2 separate regions of the Capsicum annuum genome follow, and region 1 is linked to region 2. The links are chromatin contacts, called in public Hi-C maps. All regions are on one chromosome and are shown on one strand. Each heading gives the region's core, a stretch centred on a gene start, on an enhancer-like site or on the middle of the called end of the contact. The rest is flanking DNA. Distances are from core to core; before and after follow the strand shown.

Evidence for each region. Hi-C and Micro-C count contacts between places; a contact is called where the count stands out from the background.
Region 1: a Hi-C map of placenta shows a contact between it and region 2, with 3 times the contacts expected there. The contact joins the promoter of LOC107842848 here to the promoter of LOC107842847 in region 2. A contact is called at or near these places in 2 of 5 Hi-C or Micro-C datasets (leaf and placenta).

Annotation. Positions count from the first base shown.
Region 1 is chr9:41,368,095-41,373,142 of UCD10Xv1.1, reverse strand. It overlaps LOC107842848 (mitochondrial substrate carrier family protein B), which reads left to right and starts at 1,318. Exons shown (of 7, transcript XM_016686883.2): 1 at 1,318-1,873; 2 at 4,163-4,339; 3 at 4,442-4,591; 4 at 4,989-5,048. The coding sequence starts at 1,640.
Region 2 is chr9:41,033,383-41,037,996 of UCD10Xv1.1, reverse strand. LOC107842847 (protein RETICULATA, chloroplastic) reads right to left here and starts at 1,371. Exons shown (of 7, transcript XM_016686882.2): 1 at 547-1,371; 2 at 355-450; 3 at 1-14. The coding sequence starts at 1,107.

The sequences.
Region 1 (5,048 bases), core at 69-2,568, 340 kb before region 2:
GATTGCAGGGGTCACCTGCTAGATTAGGACCGACTCCACAGCAGTTGTCTTTATCTGTGGCACGGTATTGACACCCTTTCAGCTGGGGTTACAGGTTGGACCCAACTAGTTCAGATTCAGGGCATGTAGGTTAGATGACTACTTTTCACAGTCTCAGTTTCAGTCTCAGTCTTCAAAATAGAACTCATATCATTATTATGGAAATCAGGACTGTCAGATACAATCACTTAGATCAGTAAAAAACTTAGATAGTTCATAGATCCAGAGATCACCTGCTAGATAGGACTGATCTCAGATTAAGTCAATGATTTTCATTATAAGCAGATTCAGAGATCACCCGCTAGATAAGACTGATCTCAACTTCAATCAATCAGATATCAGTATTAGTAGACTCAGACATCAGAAATCCAGTTATTAGGATTCGGTATTCAATTTTACTACGATTTCAGTTATAGTTTATGCACTCTTGCATGTATCCTGATTTAGTAGTCTCATGATATTTAGTCAGTATTGTTTATGTATGTAAACCTTTGCATTCAGCCTTACCTCATCTAACATACCATTATATTTTCACGTACTGACGCATACTTTTCTCTTGCGCTATGGTGTTTTATGCCATAGGTTCAAAAGCACGGGATCCAGAGCACTCTTAGCAGTTCAGATTCAGCTAGCAGTAGTAGACTTAGCAGTGAGTCCTCATCATTCGAGGATGTTCCTTATTTTACTATTCCATTAGATTTAGCATTTCAGTAGAAGGAGTTAGTTGGGGGGATTGTCCCATCAACTCCTTATTCAGATAGTTTAGAGGTTTTTTCAGACTAGAGTATTTTCAGACAATTGTTTTAGTTTTGGTATTATTATACTTTATTCAGTTTTATTTAAGTATTGAACCTTATGGCAAGTTTCCGCCAGTTTTTTGCAATTTTACAGTATATTATTCAGTGCTCAGTTACAGATATCAATCATGGATTAGCTTGTGGTCCTTCAGGGTCATAAGCATCGTGTAGCGTCCGGGGTTCAGAATTCGGGGCGTTACAACAATTTACTTTTTTATATAAATGATTCACACTTTTAATATATTATAGATATAGATATAGACATAGATGTAGATTATAGATTATGAATAATGACTATTTTAAGTAATAAACAAAATCTTGGCTGTTTTTGTTATAAACAATTTACTTTTTTATATAAATGAAATTTCCCCTTATCCATGGATCTTTTGCAGCCCATATTTATAACGGGCCTAGTTTAAGTGGTCCAATTTGAAGTCCAAAAACAGAAGCTCAACCCAATTAAGCTCTTTAAACTCAACAATAGCATTAGAAGAGATCAAACAAAAGAATATTCTCCTTAACCAAAAAAAAAAAAAAATGGAAAAAAGAAGTCATTACACCAACAGAGTTTCTCATAAAACAAGGAGCACCACTTTCAAACCAGCCTTCTTCCTAAGGGTTCTCCCTAGGGTTTAACAAACAATTTCCTCTCTTCCAAGATAAATAAAAATAAATCCACCCTTAAACCAAATACCAAAATCAAATAATTCAACTCCTTACAATTTCACAATTGTAACATTTGTACCTTATAAGAAAACATATCTTTTTTTTTTTTTACCTGTTTTGGTATTGGATCAAGAAAAATGGAAGCAAGAGTAGAAGGTGGTGCAAGAAAGCTTTTACAACAACCTCAAAAGCCACAACAGCAACATCTTCAACAGCAGCAGCATCATTGTTATCATACAGGGCAACAGCAGCAACAGCCACAGGCTCAACCTCAGATTGGTACTGTACCACAACTTCTTGCTGGTGGTATTGCTGGTGCTTTTAGTAAAACCTGTACTGCTCCCCTCGCCCGCCTCACCATTCTTTTTCAGGTTTTCCTTCTTCTCTTGTCCCCACAAGTTTATTTTGCTTTTCTTGTTTTTCGAAGTTTCCGTTCTTGTTCTTCGTTGTCCTATGGCACCCTTTGACTTGACATGATGTTTTAAGAAAAAGGGAAATGATTTTGAAATTTGTGGTCTAAAACAGTGCTTAGATAATTGTGTGGCTACAAATTATTTTATTAAGGGTAAAAGAATAATTTTAAAGTTAAATTGTTTCTAATTATAATAAGAGAAGGAGTGTGTAGATTTTGGTAACCAGGGTGTCTGGGTCTGCATTTGCACACCTTGACTAATTCTATGGGATACTTGTCACCTCCCTCCCACCAGCTAGGTAGCTAATAACTCTGTCCGCCAAGGCTAGACTAGGACAAATGGAAAGAAATCACCTAGTGTTTTTTTCTTTTGTATGATTTTATATAGTCGACTACCACCGTATGAGTACTCTATATCCTATTTGATTTATTTGGGTCAATTTCATTCTTAGTTAAGATTTAGACATTGGGATACATGGGTACTGGAGTTGTTAGATTTTCTGTTGGCTATTATTCTGTATTAGCTAGCCCCGCTTGTGGGGTTACATAGGGTATGTTGTTGTTTTTGACTGCCACTGAATGAGGAGTCTATGTCCTGTTCGTTTAATTTGGGTTATTTCATTCTTAGTTAAGATTTAGATGGAAAAATAGCAATTAGGATACATGGGGAGAGTTCTTAGAGGATGAGAATGAACTCGACTTTTTCGTCTGTTTAACATAATAAGGAGTACATTTCTTGTGGGATTACACTGGGTATATTGTCCTTGTTCACTACCACTGTATGAGTTGTCTGTGTCCTATTTGTTTTATTATTTCGTTCTTAGTTAAGATTCTGACGGAAAGATAGAAATTAGGGTACATGGGAATTGGAGTTTTTAGAGGACAAGAATGAATTGAAAGAGGAATACTCGATTTTCTGTCAGTCAACATAATTTAGGGTACTAAAGTTTAAAGCTTAGGCTCTGGAAGGATTTTGTAATTAGCTGATTTAACCATATAGTTAAGTAGCTGGTGAGACACAGGGTTGAAAAGGGTGAATCTTTTCTAAATTTGTTCTCTTTATGGGTTGGACTTGTGTCAATTTCTTAGAAAATGAAACTTGGGCCTACAAGATTTTGAAGTCGTCAAACGGTTTGATAATGATAACAATGACAACAATAACAAACCTGATGTAGTTCCATAAGCCAGGGTCTGGGCATATTGATAGTCAAAGAAAAATGTGAGTAGCAATAACGTAGCAACAACAACATACCCGTGGTAATCCCGGGATATGTTGTTGTTGTTGTTATCTATTTGGGTTTATTTCATTCTTAGTTAAGATTTAGACAGATAAATAGAAATTAGGATATATGGGGATTGGAGTTATTTGAGGAAAAGAATGATTCGATAGAAGAATACACATTCTTCTGTCTGTTAACATAAGGGTACTAAAGTTTAAAGGTTGGGCTCTGGAAGGACTTTATTATTAGTTGATTTTATATTTTAAGTGCTTTGAATTGGCTTATTTAGGTGTTTTTACGCTAAAATAGCTCTTAAGCACTTTTATTTATAGTGTTTGGGTTAGATGAAAAAAATGCTTTAAGCACTTGTTTTAATGACAAAGTTAAAAAAAAAAAAAGTTAAAAATTATAAATCTCCCAACAGGCTGTAAATTATATAATTAAGTGGTTGATGAGATTTAGGGTTGAAAAGGTTGAGTATTTTCTAAATTTTTTCTCTTTATGGGGAGCACTTACGTCAATTTCTTGGATTAATGGAAATTGGAAAGATTTTGAATTCATCAAATGGTTTGATATTGATAGTCAGTGAAATTACGAGTAGCAATAACGTAGTGAGGGATAATGCTTCTCTTTTTGTTTAATTTATTACTACGTGCTATACGAGATTAAAAAGCTTGTTATCAGTTGTTTATTTTTGCTGCACTCGAGAATTAACATTGGTGTGACTTCAACTAATTCTAGGAGGTACCTTGTGCACACCTCAACTAATTCTACGAGGTGCCTGCTACACCACCATACCAAGCAACTTTTTCCACCAAGGATTGGACAAATAGGAAGAAATAACCTAGTGTTTTGTTTGCTGCCTCCGGAATTGACCAAGTGAACTCCCCACGTCCATATGATTAAATGAAACATAAGTAATAACCCAAGAGCTTTGACTTGTCAAAAATAAAATTATAGTGATGCGCCATCAATTTTTTTCCTTAATATTCTGTTCAATTCCCTGTATGAAAGTTCTCAATTTGTAGGTTCAAGGTATGCATTCAGATATTGCAGTATTGACCAAGCCCAGTATATGTCGTGAGGCAGTGCGTATTGTCAATGAAGAAGGATTCAGAGCTTTTTGGAAGGGGAATCTGGTCACTATTGCTCACAGGCTTCCTTATTCGTCGGTCAATTTCTATGCTTATGAACATTACAAGAGTGTGAGTACTTTCTGACATTATTTTAACTATATAAAGTTTGGCACAAATTGTTTCTTTCAGCTTGCATGTTCCGATCTTTTCTGAAAATTATTATGTTGGCAGCTATTGAAATCAATTCCTGGTCTGGATGGTAAAGGGCGGCATGCAGGTGCGGATATTTTTGTGCACTTTGTTGGTGGTGGATTGGCGGGAATAACTGCAGCTGCTGCCACCTACCCGTTGGATCTTGTCAGAACAAGATTAGCTGCACAGGTATAAATATATTCCAGTGTTTTCTAGGTATCGTTGATCACTTGAACAGTAGAGCAGGGTATTCTAGTTTTATACCTCGAAATATATCTTGGTTTCCTGTCTTGTTTGACTAGTGGTGCATCAAGCTGTTGTCGTCCTTAGATAATAGATGGTCCATATACTTGTCAGATGTCATGCTTCTTATCTGTTATGCTTGTCTCTATGCATGTGGACCACATAAAAACAGGCAGCTTCCACTCTAATTGAGTTGATTGTGGCTTTTTATTTATTCCACAAGTATGACTTAAGCATTTCATTGAACTGGTTCTTCAAGTTTCGTAGATTGTGGCTATTTTTTTTTTGTTGCACAAATATGTATTTAGCATTTCATTTAGCTGGTTCTTTCAAAACTTTGCAGAGGAATGCCATATACTATCAGGGAATCTGTCATTCTCTTCGTACCATTTGCAGAGATGAA
Region 2 (4,614 bases), core at 122-2,621:
GTATCAATAACTATCTACATCACAGAACCAACGCAACCCGTGAATTCAATGTTGAAAAGCATATCAACTATAAACATCATGACGAAGCAGAAATTACCATGAACAGTAGGTAAGGTGCCACAACCGTACAAGTGATTTCAAGGTCCATAGGAATTCACCACGTGTAATGCAATTTTATCATGCTTATACAACTGGAATTACTAATTGCTCCAAGCCGCAAGATAAGCAAACAGAATCGCAGACACAACACGATGCACACTAATAGCAGTAGCTCAAAAGCAACTATTTCTACAATATTACAGCTCAATGAGCTATTTCCAAAACAGCAATATCAAAATCAAGCTTAACACAAACCTCAGTTCCAACTTTGAAAAGAAATGATGGATCAGCCAACATTCTGTTCCGCAGCATAGCGCTTGATCTCATTGCAGCGCCAAGCCAAGCTGATCCCTACATTCACATAAACACAAGTTCTCAATCAAAGAAACAATCAAAAGGTACATGATCAAGAAACACGCTAAGCACTTTCACCTACTCATATTTTACCTGCAAGTCCAAATATCTCATCAAAAGTAGCTTTCTTATACCAACACTCTTTGCAGCCTCAATAATATCAGCAGGAAGCTTCGCCCCGCGAGCTTCTGCCTCCCTTATCACATCCTCAAACTTCAATAATGGCCCAAATTCCTCGTCTTCCTCATCACCCCCTCCATTATCCCCTCCTCCTCCTCCTCCGCCCCTGCCCCCACCACCACCACCACCACCATTGTATTTCCCATTTCCACCAATTCCAGCAGCCAAATCCCCTACCCCGTCGCCACCATTATCAACAACACCAACATCAAAAACACCACTATCATTCCCTTTTATCACTGTTTCTACACTAACACCAGATGTTGAGTTACCCTCTTGATTCAATGAACTCTTAATCAAGAATCTTGACTTGTTCTTACAAACCAAAAACCCAATTTTGTTCCTACCCACAAAATCTTGACATTTAATAAATGTAAAGTTGGAATCTTTATTGGACCCCGTAATCAAGATTTCATTTTTCAGTGATGTAAATTGAGATGACAACCTTATACCTGATGAACAACAACCTGCCATTTTTTCTACAAACCCCACCAAGTTTTTATTTTTTTTTGCTTAAAATTAATTCAAGAAAAGTCGACAAATTCACTGGGATTTTCCCAAATAAACCCTGGAAATTAAATAACAGAAATGTGCAAAAAAGCAAAAAATTAAAAGTCGATTAGTTCAAGATTTGCTAGTAAATTTGATGATTTTGCCACAGTTTACCTAGTAGGAATTTGACAAGAGTGTGTTAAGGTGGGGTGGGAGGGGGCGGCTTGAGAGAAATGTACTGCCCTCGGTTTTTAAAAAGAATGTTTATAATTTGACATAAAATTAAAAAAAATAAAGAAATTTTTGAATCTTGTAATCTTAAATATTATATTAAATATATTAAAATATTTTTTAATTTTGTGATCCTAAATATGTTATGTAAAAAATTAAAATTAAAATATTATTAAAAAGTATTATTTATTTTTAAATAGATTAAAAAGAAAAGTAGAACTCTTGGAACGAGGGAGCATAAAAATTAAAACTTTCCTTTGAATGATTGTGAGACGTACAAAAAGGTGTCACCTCAAATTGCCTTTAAAGTCTATAATATGAAAAATGTGTTTTTTGTTCGAGTGACTTTAAGGTAGACAGTATGTTTATTTTTTATTTGAGTATAACTTAGAAAAAAAAATGTGTTGTTAGTTTAGTAATTTTGAGACGTGATATTTGTCATTTTTGTTTACGGAAACCACAACAAATGTAAATTGTATTAAGCTTTATGCAACGAATTCGATTGACAAGGGATAAGATGGGAAAGATCTCCTTGCATAAAGTATTACTATACTAGATGCTATTTGCTCAATTAGCAATTTAAGATAGGTATATGAAAAAAAAAAAAAATTTGGCTGTATTCATGTGATGTAAATTTTTTACGCCAATAATATACACAGCAAAAAGATCTCTTTCCAAATTGGCGTTCTTCAGTCAATTTTATTTAGCTCAGAGGAAGCGGCGGCACGTTTGCATTGCTATGAGCTAGGGTTTTCCGCGGCCTCTTTATTTTTAGTTACTCCATATTTTGGCTTTTAGGTACTTACGTTTTGCACACTTTTTACACTTTGTTTGAACAGTGGTTTGTTATGATTTCATAATACATAGTACTGTATGATATAATATTTGAATGGGTAATATTGTTCATTATTTTTTAATGATAGTTTTATTATTTGGTTTAACAGTATGGTTTGTATTGTAACTGCTAAATTTACTATATTATCCTTAATTATTATAAATATTAAATTTATCAATAATTATTAATATAATAATTTTTTCCTACTAATTTTTTGTAAATTATGTCATATAAATATATTAAGTTGTTAAATTTAGGTAAATTCTAACAAAGTCAATAAAAGAGTAGATCAAAATAAATATAACCAGATTCATTTTGAATAATAACAAATTTTATTTCTTTTTGGTGTTTTGAGACGTGACACCAACGACAAGTACAAAGTTTGAATGCATCTTTTGTGTATACTATGGGTGTATTCGGTATGGAATTCAAAAAAATATTTTCTAAGAAAATAAATTATTTCTTACTTATTTTCTTACGCTCGTAACATAAGTAGAAAAATATTTTCTAAAAATATTTGTATATATTTAGCACAAAATAATAAAAAATAAAATCGAATATGACAAAGAGGGGCAAGGTAAGAAAAAATTTAAATTTTAAAAAAAAATATTTAGGGGTAAGGTTAGTGAAGTATGGGGTAGGGGTAGGGGTTGAGGCAAGAAAAAAGGTTTTAAATTTTTTCTAAAAAAATAATTTTTCTTTTGTGTGTATGGGGGGGGGGGGGGGGGGGAGGGTGGGGGGATGGGGTGGTATAAGAAAATTTTCTTCAAAATTTTAACATTAAAAAAAATTGGTGAGAGAGGAGGGGTAACACGATCCGAACTAGGACCTAGTCGTGTCGGGCATCTCAAGTCCAACCAGGACCGGAGACCACCCCCAATACCTCATCGTTAACCACTCTACACCACATGTCGGATGAATTTCAAACTTATAACAAGATAAAACAATAATAATCCAAAGACATGATAGTAAGCTTAAAACCAAAGTCGAAATCCACAACCAATTAATCAACCATTTCCAATCCCAATGCCAATAGCAATACCAAGGCTATCACTAATACCGACATCGTCCATTCCCATAGTTGTTCGAGAAAACCTCTAACCAGAATCAAAGAACATCTGATCGGGACATGTCCTCGACCATAGCTGAAACTAAAATCAAAGAAATAACAAAAATGAAATGAAGCCTATAGCATGAAATGGAGTTTTCCGGAGTATGGAAGCTCACCACTTCAATCTGACTTAAAGTTGTCCCCAAATCCAAGTCGCTGAGCATAATGAATGGTAGGATGATCGATTTCTGTATCGCGTGGGGATACAACGTTCGAAGACGATTAGCAGGGTAAACGCTAGCATGTAACTGAGGGATAAAGACAAGATAATGCCATCAATTCGAAATCAAATAAAATAACCATATGCAATATCATATATACATATATATCGTGCCGGGATAGGGAACAAGGTTTATAATGCATTTAAAACCTTAACCTTGGTTGTGTAGCTATGTCGTCCTAGAACCACCCATGGGTTATATGGGTTCAGCTTCCCCTGCTGAAAGGTTCCCAATGCATGTTAGCCGCACGATCGGAGAAAAAAAACTGGGATAACTAGTACACCCCAAAATATATAAAGTTTGACATTATGCACACGACCACCAAGTTCACCCTCATATCAGCAAACATAAGTTTTCAATGTTGGTCCCCTCGGGACCTTCACCTTCCAGGGCTTTGCTACTCAACCCCCTTTAAGCCCAATTTAACATTTTAACATATAACCAAATCATTTACTAAAGAGTCTTTTAATTAGGTATTAACCATTGGTATCATCATACCAAATTAGAGTTTGCAAGTCCATTACCTTATGCCATATAAATCATTAAATCAAATTAGACTCCATTATTTTCAATTAAACCAAAACCATTTATAATCAAACCTTGGCCACCAAGGCCTTTCTAAAACCATATGAAACCAACCAAAATCAATTCATGTTCCATTTACCATTAATGCAATGCAAGAGTTCCAAGAATAGTTAAAGTATGTGAAAAAATCATTCTCATTGACAATTTCACAAACAGGTTGAGGCCATTGCCATTATCAAAACCAAAACCATCTAATTTGGGGCTCAACCATGACCCTCAATTAAATCACCATTCTCATGCATCCACATGTGCAAAACCATAATTAAAATAAGAAAAACCATAATTAAAATTATGAGAAACATTAATCAACCATGAACATCCAAAACCCCCCAACCTTATTTCAAACCATAACAATACCATGAAAATCATACATTAAAATACACGTATTTAGTAAAATAACAATGAGGGAAAAGACACACATGCATTAGAAACCAAGAAGTATGGAGAGAAACCACCTTGAAAGCCTTAATTGATTATCTTGATGAAACCCTAGCTTTTGCTTGAAG